Linked DNA regions of Mus musculus: all the other regions are linked to region 1. Evidence: chromatin contacts called from public HiCAR-type, HiChIP or PLAC-seq and promoter capture Hi-C data. All regions are on one chromosome and are shown on one strand. The core of a region is the stretch at or near the end of the contact, and the rest is flanking DNA. Distances in the headings are between cores, read along the strand shown.

What was found. Promoter capture Hi-C pulls out the DNA fragments that hold promoters and counts their contacts. HiCAR-type assays count read pairs that join an accessible place to other places. HiChIP or PLAC-seq counts read pairs in DNA pulled down with a chosen protein or histone mark.
Region 2: a promoter capture Hi-C map of second pharyngeal arch cranial neural crest shows a contact between it and region 1. The contact joins the promoter of Birc2 here to the promoter of Arhgap42 in region 1. A contact is called at or near these places in 5 of 39 promoter capture datasets (cranial neural crest, embryonic stem cells, frontonasal cranial neural crest and 2 more).
Region 3: a contact with region 1 is called in a HiCAR-type map of astrocytes, with 5 times the contacts expected there. The contact joins the promoter of Cntn5 here to the promoter of Arhgap42 in region 1. A contact is called at or near these places in 1 of 39 promoter capture datasets (hippocampal neurons) and 1 of 115 datasets of contacts at active chromatin or transcription factors (astrocytes).
Region 4: a promoter capture Hi-C map of second pharyngeal arch cranial neural crest shows a contact between it and region 1. The contact joins the promoter of Cep126 here to the promoter of Arhgap42 in region 1. A contact is called at or near these places in 3 of 39 promoter capture datasets (cranial neural crest, hippocampal neurons and second pharyngeal arch cranial neural crest).
Region 5: a contact with region 1 is called in a FOXA1 HiChIP or PLAC-seq map of pancreatic cancer cells. The contact joins the promoter of Yap1 here to the promoter of Arhgap42 in region 1. A contact is called at or near these places in 1 of 39 promoter capture datasets (the 3T3-L1 cell line) and 3 of 115 datasets of contacts at active chromatin or transcription factors (extraembryonic endoderm stem cells, pancreatic cancer cells and stem cell-derived neural progenitor cells).

The regions. Positions count from the first base shown.
Region 1 is chr9:9,237,581-9,240,280 of GRCm38.p6, reverse strand. Arhgap42 (Rho GTPase activating protein 42) reads left to right here and starts at 1,254. Exons shown (of 24, transcript NM_001372563.1): 1 at 1,254-1,655. The coding sequence starts at 1,502. The region is part of intron 2 of Gm16833 (predicted gene, 16833); the gene reads right to left.
Region 2 is chr9:7,835,789-7,838,488 of GRCm38.p6, reverse strand. It overlaps Birc2 (baculoviral IAP repeat-containing 2), which reads left to right and starts at 1,432. Exons shown (of 8, transcript NM_007465.3): 1 at 1,432-1,499.
Region 3 is chr9:10,903,413-10,906,112 of GRCm38.p6, reverse strand. Cntn5 (contactin 5) reads left to right here and starts at 1,338. Exons shown (of 25, transcript NM_001170787.1): 1 at 1,338-1,628. It overlaps Gm32710 (a long non-coding RNA gene), which reads right to left and starts at 1,668. Exons shown (of 3, transcript XR_001779092.2): 1 at 1,429-1,668; 2 at 110-344.
Region 4 is chr9:8,133,070-8,135,769 of GRCm38.p6, reverse strand. Cep126 (centrosomal protein 126) reads left to right here and starts at 1,324. Exons shown (of 11, transcript NM_001045524.2): 1 at 1,324-1,672. The coding sequence starts at 1,560.
Region 5 is chr9:8,003,235-8,005,934 of GRCm38.p6, reverse strand. It overlaps Yap1 (yes-associated protein 1), which reads left to right and starts at 1,339. Exons shown (of 9, transcript NM_001171147.1): 1 at 1,339-1,820. The coding sequence starts at 1,545.

The DNA of each region.
Region 1 (2,700 bases), core at 5-2,504:
GTTGTTTTGTTTGTTTGGTTTTTCGAGACAGGGTTTTTCTGGGTAGCCCTGGCTGTCCTGGAACTCACTCTGTAGACCAGGCTGGCCTCGAACTCAGAAATCCACCTGCCTCTGCCTTCCGAGTGCTGGGATTAAAGGCATGCACCACCATTCCTGGCTGTTTACATGCTACTTTTAATGTTATTGTATGGCTGAAAAAAATTGCAGCTAAAGGTTCCTGAAATTTAATTGGGAAAAAATGTAAAGCACTTCAGTGGATTTTCCCATGATTTGTACAAGTTTCTTTTTTCCTTCCTTCCTTTCTTTTTTAAAAACAGATGGTTCAAATATACAAAGCAGTGGAAATGTAGAAATTAAAAACAGATCCTTAAGAAAAGTAACGGAGTTCTCAAAAAAGCTACAGGTGAGTGCAGGATGACATAAAATAGTAGGTTATTTTGTTGTCAGGGTTTCAACAGAACGCACATTTATTAGGTCAACCTCTGCTAATTGACTCTTTGCAGGAATTCATATATATATATTCATCTCAGAGACAGTGTTTCTCTGTGTAGTCCATGTTGGCCTTGAACTCTTGGCAATTCTCCTGCTTCAGCCAGTTGAATGCAGGTATTACCTACCACCACCACCAAAGGAATTAATGATTCCTTTGAAATGCTTGATCAGGTCAAGTCGATGAAAGTCTCTGAACTTGTAGGTCCACCCACCCAGGTGTCAATTAGAGACACTAAAACAGGGGTATATAACATGTGAAATGAGTTAATAAAATCAATTCCCCTTTCTTACAGACTGAGGGATAACACCCAACACACCTCACTGATGGGTCAATGCAGCGGGGTTGGGAGTCAGGCGGGACATCCTTTCTATTTTGGACTTATGGGCAGGACCCTGAAGTGAAACTTGAACCGGCTGGGAAGTGGTAGTTCCCGCAGGGGTTAACGTGGGAGTCAGACTGTTCCTGAGGGGGACGCTGGGGGTTGGAGATGGTTTGGGGCGCACAGGGCCTGGCGCTCTCAGTGGGCCCAGACGGGGACGGGTAGGAATCGGGTGAGGCTACAACACAGCAGTGCTGGGTGCGGGGAGCAAAGTGCGCACCGCAGGGACCGGGCGGGGACCGGGCGGGGACAGCGAGGGGCGGGGAGGGTGGAGGAGGGTCTGCCCGGGAGCTGCAGGCCGGCCCGCGTGCGCTCCGCACAGGGGGCGGGTTTCCCTACGGGCCCGAGTCGCCGTGAGGCGCCGCCAGCTAAGCGCGCGCCACTGTCCCCAGGGTCAGCGAGTGACGCTGTCAGAAGACTCCTCTGCGCTACAGCTTGTAGCCTCGCCACCCCCACGGTGCGAGCGAGCGACGATGCGAGCCGGTGACAGCGCCCGGAGCCTCCGCCCGGCCTCGGGGCAGCTGCACTGAGCCCGGCGCGCGGGGCCCAGTCCTCCGCTCTCCCCAGCGCTCCCCCGCGTTCGCAGTGTCCCCGCACCCGCCGCAGCTAGCGGCCGCCGCGCCTGGGCCATGGGGCTGCCCACTCTGGAGTTCAGCGATTCGTATTTGGACAGCCCGGATTTTAGGGAGCGATTGCAGTGTCACGAGATCGAGCTGGAGAGAACCAACAAGTTCATCAAAGAGCTGCTGAAGGATGGCTCTCTGCTCATCGGGGCGCTGAGAAGTGAGTGACGGGCCCCCAAGTGTGCAAGACCCCATGGGGTGCGGGACCCTGGTTGGGAAGCCCCAGACCGAACTTCTTTTGTTTGAATGGATTGGGGACAAAAGCTGAAGAGCTCCCCTGCTGGTGGCCAACAAAGTCTGTTCTTAGTGGTGCGGATTTACTTCCCAGGCAACACTGGGGAGGAAAAGTTTCCCCTACAGCCCTTGAGAGTCAACTTTTGAGACTTGTCAGTGAAAAGTTGGTAGAGACTTTCACTTTTGTTTGTTGTTGCTAAAGTTTCGGTGCCTGGTTGTTGTTGTTGTTGTTTTTGGTGGGGGGTTGGTTTTGTTGTTGTTGTTTTAAATTGTTTTGATTTTTCGTTTTAAGGTGGTGGAGAGAGCCACGCCAGTCAGGGCAACAGAGTGAGACCCTGTCTCATAAACAAAACAAACAAACCAAACAACAACAACAACAAATCAAAGCAAGCCAAACTCTCTGGGAAGAGTGGAAACAAGGGAGTCTGGAGAGTTAAAGTGAAGCTAGTGAATTTAATAATACTTTAGGAAAAGTAATTTCATACAACAATGACTCGTCATTGATTTGACCTTTTAAAAATACACGTCTGCAGTTTGGCCATTGGTAAGCTGTTTGGACCCAATAGGGTACCCGTGTATTTTAAAGCCCTTGTGAGTGTTCTGTTCGTATTAAATTTTGGCTTGCATCGTGTGGTGTGCAGTGTTGGTCATTGGTGAGAGCTCAGGTCTACATTCAGTCAGACCTGGTAGATGTCAGTATCTTTCCCACACTTCTCCCTTCAGGATATTCTTTACTCGTTTCTCCTTTAGAACTTCCCCTTCCATTATTACAACTCAAGCTTTCTCATACTGAGAACCAAGTGGATTACTTAGTACACGCTAAACGTTAACCATTGCCTTTCCCAGAATCCACTTGTGTCTTACATGGAAAATTGGGAAGGCTTCAGCTTCTGAAAAGAGAAGTGCTTCGGACTCTGGCCTCTTATGAGGGCGCTTACAGGATGGAGAGGCCTCTGGGTGATCTGGTAGTC
Region 2 (2,700 bases), core at 183-2,682, 1.4 Mb after region 1:
TGAACAAGGCATTGGCACATGTGTACCATTGGAAGTTTAGTCACTGGGAACCTTGGCACGTCTTTTCTGTGTATCAGAAACTGTCATGAATACTTTCTTTTTATTATCAGCATTTAGACCAGAAGACTGCCTGTTCTGTGACTGACCGACTTGCAGCAGAAATGACGGGAAAGAAAATGGGAAACGGTTCAGGGTCCCGGAATTCCCCTGGCAGCCTAATTTAGCGGTCTGTTTTACTTCTAAGTTTTTAAAATATTTGCCCATTTAACATGGAATTCCCCCGGAGAGAAGATCTGATTCATTCGTTAAGACCTTCAAGTCTAAAGTAAATTAAACTGTAGAAACCTCACTGGTAGTAGCCTACATTTCTAATCAGCACACTGGAGGCTGAGGTAGGATGCTAAATCCTCGGCTAGTCTGGGCCCTACAATAAAATCCTTTCTTAAACAAACAAATAAAAAAACTGCAAAACTAACCATAACAAATCATCCAAGCCAAACAGGGCCGCGGGGGTGGGGGTGGGGACATCAGAAAGTCCTACCCTGAATGCTAATGATTTTGCAGCACTTTCGGTACGGGAAAGGCAGCAGAGGGTGGGGGGTGGGGAGACAGACTGCTAGTGAACAATGAAGTCAGGGTTATTTTTCCAGTTTTAAACGTATTCTTCTACAATCTCATCACAGATATATAGTGCGCTTTAATCATACTCTCTCCCATTATACTGTTAACCCTTCAATGCCTTCCTCCAAACTAGTCCGCAGCCTTTTCCTTACTTTTTAAATTTATGGCCTGATGCGCTTAATTTGGGTCGCCTGCAAGAGCACTTTTTAAAAAAAATAATAATTTAAAAATGCATAACTACCTCCTCGCCCCAACTGGGTTTGAATTTCTAGGATTCGAGGTGAGCGCCACCATGCCGGCCTGCCAGAGGAGCCCACTTGTCAAAAATGTTAAAGCCCATCTTACAAAAAAACCAAATTATATTTAATGTACACGCACACGCGTGCATTCCGCTTTACTCAGGCGTTTCGAGGCCAGCTCACGAGCCTGAGCCGCCTTACCTATGACGCCACGTTTGCCTTAGTGCCTGTCTAGGACCCTTGCAGGGTGAGGCCGGAAAATACAGGGAGCTAGGAGGCGCGGCTCAGGGCTGCCGCCATTAAAGGTGCACTGCAGGTTAAAACACATGGCATCAAAGTCCGGAACGCCCAGCGGAGGCAGTGGGGCAAGGACGGACGCTCGGGAAAGCCTAGCCTTATTCGTCCGAGTCCCAGCGGCCCGAACGTTTAGCTTCCAAAGCCCGAGCACGCAGGCGCGAGCGCAGGCGCAGGCGCGCGCGACTGGCCCACAGCCCCACCCCGTCCTCCACGCGTTCCAACTTGCGGTGCGCGTCTGCTGACGTCACCTCAACGGCCCGCTGGCCGCAGGGGCTTTTGGGAAGGCTGCGGATCAACAATCAGGCGCCTCTGCTTCCAGGGCGCCGGGGGCCTGACTCGGTGGTGAGTGCGGCTGCCTTCGTCAGGACGGGCGAGCGTGGCTCTCGACGGCTGGGCGGGCTAGCTGACTCCTCCTTCGGCCCGGAAGGCAGTTCTCAGGGCCGCCCGACCCCCGCTCCCTGCCTAAGTCCTTGGGCTTGGACTTGTATAACAGTTTTGCTTTCTTTTCCTTTCGGTTTATTTTTTCAGTCAACCCAGGCTAGTCTCGAATTTGCGGCAATCCTCCTGCCTCCAATCGTTCTAGGTGCTGGGATTACTGGTGTGCAGCACCTCGGCTGTCTCTTCAGATTTTCTGCAGGTTTTTAAGCTTTAAGCCCGCGGCATTTAATGCCTTTAAACTAAGTTGTGCGGCAGGGGGATGACGGTTGTCACATCAGTTACTACTTGTCCCCAGTAGTCGTGTGAGAGGTTTGGTTTAACTGGGAAAGGTGTTCTCCATTCTTGTCTCTCCAAGCTACGTGTCGCCCCCCTGCAGTGGGCGTAGAGCCGTGTCGGTTGGGTGCTTGCTGGCGTTGTAACAGCTAGTGTAGTTAGGCCACACGGGTAGTGGTAGCTTTGTTCAGGCCACTGCTTTACCGGCACTTGTACTTTTTTGGTTTTGAGATGTTACCTGTGGTGGTTAGGGAATGGTTGTCCTTCACGGATTCCGTTTATGAGCTCTTCCCGGTGCCTTTATCTTGGCTAATTTAGCCCTGGCTAGTTCAAATGTTCTGTCCGGCAGGAGCGTTTCATTCCGCATCTGTCTTCCAAGTGTTGAGATTAAAATTGCAAGTATACCTCGGGAATCCTCAGGAAATATTTATATTTTAATATAATAGAAAATATCGTATATATTATTTATTTTATATTGTATTATAACTTAACATATGTTTATGTGTATAAATATATTTTATATGTACTTATATCTGTATTATATATTTCAATTAAATGTTTTAATAGAATATAAAAGTATATATAATTTTTTTCTTGTGATTAAACTTAGGGTTCTTTACCTGCAAGGCAAGTGCTCTAACATGGAGCTATATCAGTAGCCTTACAGACTACCTTTCCACTATTTATGGTGCCTTTTGTCTCCAGTGAAGTGCATATCAAAATATCTTTAAATCAGAAAACGAAAAGAGCCTGGTGGTAGTGTGGTCCTAGCACTTGGAAGGCTGAAGCAAGAGAATTCCAAAAAGTTTTAAAACCAGCTTGGGTTATATTG
Region 3 (2,700 bases), core at 89-2,588, 1.7 Mb before region 1:
GGAGAAAGAAGCGAATCTACATCCTGAGGGTACCCATTCAATAAAGTCTTGATGTTTGCATAACATGTGCAAAGAGCCAAGGACCAGGAAAACGACTAATTTTAATTACCAGGAAAGCTGTAAGAACGGGATCAGAGAGCTCCAGTGGTATCTTGGCTTCCAGCTACTGGCTCTGTGCTCCTTGCCAATTACAGCCTCTCGCAGCCACTGGGGGCAAAAGCCATGCGGAGAGGATCCATCCAGATGAACGCAGGCTTGGGCTGGACGCACACACATGTGAATAGCGTGTGCCTCCTGGTTCAGGTGCAGCCCAAAGCTCACGCAGAGTTCCAAGTGTAGATAGGCTGGCAGAGAAGAGAGTATGTGATTCCAGACTTGTCACGTACAGGTGCAAGCCACATGGAGTTGGAGACAAAATGTATGTAACAAAATGTATTTCATAAATACTGGATTACCACCACACACATGAAACTGGAGCACTCAAAGACAGGGAAAGTGGAGAAACCTGAAGAACAATGACACTAAAGCTGTCACCGCAGATTTACTATCTAGGCAATTTTTTTTTTTTTTCAACTCTGGACATTGTGATTTCCAATGTGATTTTTCTGGACACTGACATTTTCCGAAAAACAAAAACAAAAACAAAAACAAAACAAAAAGCAACAACAACAACAAAAAATAACAAACTGCTATTTCTTTTGCTGTTTCAGAGCTGACTCTAAACCACTACCCCACTCATCACTCCCAAGGACAAGTAATAACACCCCCTATCCCAGCACTCTTAGATGAAACTCGCATGTATACATAAAAAAAGAGAATTGCCTCCCAGTTAGAACCTAACCACACTCTCCCAAGTGCCAGTTCTGCTCTGGAGCCCACATAAGTGAATCTGAGCCTCTGGCTGTCTGAGCTATCAACACAGCCTGGCAATCAGCAGGGACAGTGGCAGGCCAAGGGAGGAAAGGACCCAGACTCTGCCAGCACTGTTAGCTCTCAGTGGAGAGGTGGCCAGGTATGGGAACAGCCTTCATGACTTTGGAGAGAAAAAGATGGGGAGGGAATCGGTTAGCAAGTGATGCCAGGGGAGTACCTTCTAAGAAAAGAAAGAAATCCAAAGCCCTGCTTGAGGCATACAGTCTTTTACAGGCAGGGACATGCTAAATGAGCCTTTGCAGCGCAAAGCAGTGAGGCGCCTGGCGACGGTGACAGCGCGGAGCGGGAGGGGCGCGGGCCACTCTGGGAGAGACCCAGCCAGTCAGGGCGCGCGGCGCGGGGCGCGTGGACGCATTGGAGCATCCGCGCGCGAGCCCGGAGCAGCAGCGGGAGGAGGCGCCCACTTGCACCTGCCTGCATCTCTCAACTACTCCGCCCCACGCAACTGATGGCAGCCAAGTGCCATTAAAGCTGGCAGTCAGGAGGATGCCTCACCTGGGTCCCTTCTGCTGGGAGAGGCAGGGCAAACCAGAGGAAAATTCCCAGTGAAGGACTCAGAACTCTGCGATTTCTCTTCTGTCACAGGCTGTGGAGCACCTAAGGAACTGCTCCACCTGAGGTGTGTCCAGGGCACGAGGATGGAAGATGAGGATTGAGAATCACCAAAATGAACAGAGGCAGCTGGCGTCTCATTGGTAAGTGGCTGGCATTCCTTCGCTGGTGATTGCTGCCTGTGATGCTGCACTTTGGTTCCCAGCCACTTAGGGTTTTTGACACAATCACTTCTGCAAAGCCATCCTTCCTCGTCGTGTTGCCAGAGGTAAAAACTGTTCATTGGTGCATGTTTAAAGACAGGGAAAACAGTGGGTTTTTGTTTGTTTGTTTGTTTTGTTTGTTTGTTTGTTTTTCTCTGCTGGGATTTGATGTTGAAAAGTTGAAGCAAGTGTAAAACCTATTGTATGTTTCATAAAGCCACCGGAAACAGGAGGAAAAAACTAGAAGCAAGTATGCTTTTTGGATGGCAAATGTCAGGAGGGATAAGAATATTTTCTTACCAAAGTAATAAAATGCTTTGGAAGACAAAAATGAAATGGTGTTGTCAGGTCATGGCTGAGAATCTCATAGACCGAATAACTGAGAATACAGACAGAATACCTGGGCATGTAGTGGTGCAATAACTTGTTAAAATGCAGGAGAGATGCAAGCAGAGTTCTGCAAAGTTTGGGAAACTGAGAAAAGTGGAACCTCGAATTATGCTGAGTGATCTCCCCCACGTGTTGTGCATAGATGTTTGCTGAATATATGTTCCCAGTTTCTTATTTTTATAGGGATGTGGGGAGAGTGTTTTCTCAATTTCTATGACTATGATGTTCAGTAAGCTGAGGATTGCTATGACAACCTGAAAATTTTTAGGTTGCTTAAATTTATTTTATTCCAAAAAGAAAAAGAATTCATCAATATTTCAGAATAATTTTATGTAAAATTAGCATAAGTAAGACAAAAGCATGGTAATTGTAGGACAGGTTTGCAAGAGAGCTTTAATAGTACGATGTGTGTGAGGCTTTACCCATACACAGCTCACATGCTTTTATGAAAAGAAGTCATTTAGGTAATTCAGCTCTCTGCTCTGATTCTGAGTCTTAGCCATGAGAAAGAAATGAAAACAGTAGCAAACCTTAAAATAGCAGTGTCATTTAAAAAAGAAACAATGAATTAAGCTTACAAAGTGTTGTAAATGTAATTGGTTGCTACTGGGCTGCAGCACAC
Region 4 (2,700 bases), core at 75-2,574, 1.1 Mb after region 1:
TAAATCTAACATCCAGTCAAATTTTGTGATTTTACACTGGGCTCCAACAAAAAGGCCCAGTTTTGGTCCAGATTTTCATTTATATAGCCATTAACCTAGTGGCTCAAAACTGTTTAATTTTCTATACAGAAGCCATTTCAATACACAGATCTCTTTTGGCATACCTTCCCAGGAGATTATTAAGCTAAATCTGGACTTCTTTTCAGGCCATTTTTGCTGTGATGGTCCATTTGCAGATTCTGGCAGCCAATCAAGGACCATAACGATCTTTTGAAGTGGGACAGCAGAGAGAAAATGACCTAAGTATCAAGAAATGGATGAGAGCAAGTGAGGAAAGAAAATTTCCACTTTGCAAAGCTTTTTTATCTTTCTTTTTCTCCTCTTCTCCCTCCTCTTCCTCTTCCTCCTCCTCTTCCTTTCACCTCTACAAGGGAAAGTAGTTTTGAAAAGAGTGATAATGGGAAAGGTCTCACCATCTAAAAGTTCACCACAGGATTCCATACCTAACAAATTATGCCCCAAATAATCATTTCCAGGCTGTCTGTAATATTTGCCCGTATCTAGGAATTTTCCATTCACTGTCTTTCATCTGTTAATACTCTCAAGAAAACACTCAGAAAAGGGAAGAGCCGAATCAAGCTCTAAAGTACAGTTCAGCTATGCTCTCTCACAACTGCGAGTCATCTGCCCAACTCAACTTGCCCTAACTTGCCTCAGTTTACTTCATCTCAGTTTAACCTCAATTCACCTCAGTTTACTTTAGTTAAGTCAGTATAACTCAGCTTACCTCATTTTACCTTCGTAAATGGTAACTCGCTTTAACCTCAGCTTGCATCATCTTACCTCAGTGTACCTCCACTTGTGTCAATTTCTCTCTGCTTAATTAGGTGTAATCTCAGTTTGCTTAAGCTTGATTGAGTAATTCAGTTAAACCTCAGCTCACCTCAAGTTATCTCATCACACCGCGGTGTACCTCAGTTTACCTCAGCTTCCCTCTGCTTAATTAAGTTTAAGCGCAGCTTGCCTCAGTTTACCTCATCTCATCTCAGCATACCCGTTTAATTCCGCTTGCCTCCGTTTATTTCAACTTCTGTTTACCTCAGTTTACCTTGGCTTACTTTGTCTCACCTCGGTGTGCTTCAGTGTACTTAGCTTGCTTTCCTTAGCTTGCTTCCATTTAACTTGGTTTAACCTCGGCTCGCCGCAGTTTACCTCAGCTCGCCTCGGCCGCCCCTTTGAGCGAGCCGGCCCCTCATTGGCCGCTTCCCCCTCGCAGCCCCGCCCCGCGTTCCGCCTAGTTTCCGTCGCGAAGGACGCGGCGTCGGTTGGTTGTCAAGATGGCTGCGGCGGGGTCGCGGCCGCCACCTCCGCCGTCGCCCTGCGAGGTCGCCGCCCTCGCCGCTGCCGTCGCCACTGTCGCCGGGGCCGCTGCGAAGCCAGGATTGCCGCAGCCGAGCCTGCGACGCCCGTGACGCGAGACCTGGGAGACGCACTGCCCGGAGCGCCGAGGAGAGGACGAGGGAGGCCGAGCGGCCATGCGGACGGCGCTGAGGTGAAGGATGCTGGCGGGCAGGCCCGGAGCCCAGAGCGCAGGCGCAGGCGTGGGCGCCGGACCCCCAGACGCGCCGGGCGCCCGTGACGGCGGCGGTCGGCCGCGACCCGGCGCTTACCTGTATCCTTTCCACGCCCTCCCCCTGGAGCACGCAGGCAAGGGCATGGAAACTGGCAAGTCATTTTCAGTGCGGATATTTGCTTTAGCAGTTCTCACCCCACCCCACCCCACCCCACCCCGACCTGAAGTTACACTTTTGTCTCCTACTTTGTGACCTCTTCCCCCTCCTTCCCACCCCCGCACTTCGACTTGGCTGTCAGATTTTTGTGGATTTTTAAATGCATCGGTCCTGTATTGGACGGGCGAAGATTCGCCTTTTTGAATTACAGCGTTACACCCTTTACTTACAGAGACGTCTTAGTCCTGCTCCTTAGAAAGAGAAATTGCCCGAGGCTAAAATCGTGGGCTGTTCCGTTTTACTTGTTAGCCGCACACCCTTCCCAGAGCTGGAGAACCCTAGTTCGTTCTGATCATTTTGTATCCCATCTCTGTCCACTCTGTTGTCACACAGACGAAAGGAAAAGCAGGGGGCACGAATCTTGACAATCTGGATTATTTCTGATTTTCCATGAGAAATCGTTGAATTTCAATTTGATGTTACTATTGGTAACATAAACATTGTGGAAATGTCAATACGCTTTGTTTTTTAAGTACATAAAGCGGGTTTATTCTTCCAGAGAACATTATGATAATTAGAATTTACCCTTCATAGTCTCAGAAGACTGGCTGGTGGTGATGATGTTTGCTCATGTTTTTCTCAGGAAATGGAGTCCCTTCCACCACTACCAGCCTCCCTCCACTTCCTCAGCCCTAGGTCCCACCTTCTGCTAGGATATGCTCTTAACAGTTTTAACAGCAAATCATGAGTTTTCATCAAGGGTCTCCTCTTCGGCTGACCCTCCTCTGGGCTCTAAGAATGCAGGTACGTTAGGGCTCCGTTAATGCCCAAATACTCTCTCCTCAGGAACTTGTCTTCCATCCCTGGGTCATTCTGAGTTCTGAACAGTAGCCTAGGCAGTAGCAGCTGCTAGCTTTTGTCTTCTTGTCATTCCTCTTGCTGCTTCCACAAACTGTCTTCTTTTTTTTTT
Region 5 (2,700 bases), core at 90-2,589, 1.2 Mb after region 1:
TTGGACCTCTGTGGAACCAAGGCAAAGACATAAACTCAGGCAAAACACCCAATACAAAATAATTAACTTAAAAAACACGAACAGATTTTTATCATTTTTGGAGTGATTCCAGATAGGCTCCTGATAGATAAAAGACTGACACACAGAGAATCAGGGGCTAAGGTAATCTCCATTGAGGTTCATTTCTTAGTCTACCCTGCATTGTTTACCCTTGTACTAAACACAAGAGGAAAACCCACAATGCTCCATGAGGTTAAACAGTGACTTATGTTTTGAGTTGAAGTTCCCAAAGAAATGTCAAGTTTTGGTGTTAAAAAATTGACTTTTCACTTAAAAAAAAAAAAAGTTTGCTGAGCAAGGTGCCCCACATTTGTTATTTGAGCCCTTTATAGGCTGAGGTAGGGGGAGCAGAAATTTTAAGCTAGCCTCAGTTATGTAGTGAATTGGAGGAAAGCCTTAGCTACATAGGAACCTGACTCAAAACAGCAAAATAGGGTAGTCAACATGAGATGGATGGTTCAGGGTACCTGAGCTCGATTTCTGGGACCCACAACCAAGAAGAAAACAGATCCCACAAATGGTCCTCTGACCTTCACCTGTGCTCACTTGTACATAATTAGAAACACAAAAAGGAAGAAAAAGGAAGGAGAGGGAGAAAGGGGGAGCGGAAGGAAGGAAGAAAGAAAAGAAAAAAAAGAAAAAAGAAAAGAAAAAGGACGAACCTATGAACCTACAAAAACCGGGCTAGCAGAGGCCCTGGCTTGGAATCCTAGCTGTCTGTGGAAGCTGTGGCACAAAGAGTTGGAGGATATCCTTGACTACAGAGTAAAGCCTGTTTAAAACAAAATTTAAAAAGTAATACTGTTTCCTTTTGTAAGGTACTCCCAGTGCAACTCCTGGTTTCCAAGCTTCACTTTGAAATCATTTGCACCCGCCCTCAAGTGTTTTGTTGTTTCTTCTTCAAACTTGGTGGTAAATGGAATCAATGTTAAAACGCGGACCGGATTAACCTTAGTGCGGGTGAACAGTGTGGCCTTTGCATCCACCCTACCAAGCCGGTTGTCCCGATTCCTCGCGGCCTTGGCGTTGCGCGCGGGTCCGGCAGGATCTGCGCCCGCAGCCGAGCGGCTCGGGGCCGGCCGGTGGGTGCGCACGCAGCGCGGTCGCCCCCGGGTCACGTGCGGCCGGGAGTCTGCAGGAATGTAGCGACGCGCAGGGAAAGTTTCCCCGGGGGCCGCGGGCCGCGGATTCGGTGCGGGCGGGCGCGCAGAGGAAGGAAGAGCGTCGAGGAGGCGGAGCCCGCGAGGCGCGCGGGCGGGCGCTCCTCGCAACTTTTTAGTTTGGGCGTCTGGAGCCAAAGTTTCTGTCTCAGTTGGGACGCCGCCGCGGCCGGGGGCAAAGAAAGGGAGGAAGGAAGGAGCTCGCGGAGGGGAGGGGAGGAGAGGGGAGGCGGCCTCGGGCAAGGAGTGCAGGGCGATGCGGGCGCGCGTCGCAGCCCCCCGAACCTGAGCGCAGTGCCCCGAGCGTCGAACGAGGCCGCAGCCATGGAGCCCGCGCAACAGCCGCCGCCCCAGCCGGCCCCGCAAGGCCCCGCGCCGCCGTCCGTGTCTCCGGCCGGGACCCCCGCGGCCCCGCCCGCACCCCCGGCCGGCCACCAGGTCGTGCACGTCCGCGGGGACTCGGAGACCGACTTGGAGGCGCTCTTCAATGCCGTCATGAACCCCAAGACGGCCAACGTGCCTCAGACCGTGCCCATGCGGCTTCGCAAGCTGCCCGACTCCTTCTTCAAGCCGCCTGAGCCCAAGTCCCACTCGCGACAGGTAAGGGTATCCCGGGGGCGCGGGGCCGCGTGGGGGTGCGGTGCTGGGGGTTGTTTTCGCGGAGTTGGCCGCAGGGGGGGTGCACAATGCGCGCGCCTCCGCTCCGCACCTTCGCTCTGACGAGGGGGAGGGGAGGAGGGGGAGGGGGCCGGCGTCTTGTGCGGGACCCCAGCCGGGGGTACCCGATCTCCCCTTCCCGCGCCACTGCAGTCTCCGGTGGAGCTGTGTTAACTGCCCTCTTGTTTTCGCGTGCCGGTGAGGGGTGGGGGTTGAACTGGTCCATTGAGTTTCTGGTTCCTTCTCCCGGTCCCCTCCCCCTCCCTCTCCCGAAAGCTTTTCTGTTCTCGCGGCCCAGGCGCTCTCCGGATGCAGGGTTCGGGCTCCCCAGCCCGAGCGAAGCTCCCTCGACCCCCCACTCGCCTCCGCCGTGCCCTGGAACTCGCGCGGGCGGGATCCTTTCACACTCGGTGGGCTCACGTGTCCTTTTCCTAAATCGTAACCTATTATTTACTGTTCGGCCCGAAAGCTTTTAAATGAGCCACGTCTGTGTGTTGCGCAGGAGCTCGGCTGCGCTCACGGTGCAGAGGTTTCTGCGCCGGCCTTTGATAGCGCGTTGCAGGTTGACTCATAGGCCGAGTTCTGCCCGGCTCAACTGTGATTAAAGGTAATGTTTGGGAAGCAATGACTAATTCCAAGCTCGCCATTGCTCTTTAACTGACTGCGGATGTGAACATGGCTGCTTATCCGTATCCACGACGCCTGGTTATTTTCCCAACTGGATCCAGCACAGAAGTGAAACCGTTTCAAAGTATTAACATTCCGATAGGTCCTGGTAGATTTCTTTAGTGTCGCTCCCCCCGCTTTTAATTACTTAATTTTT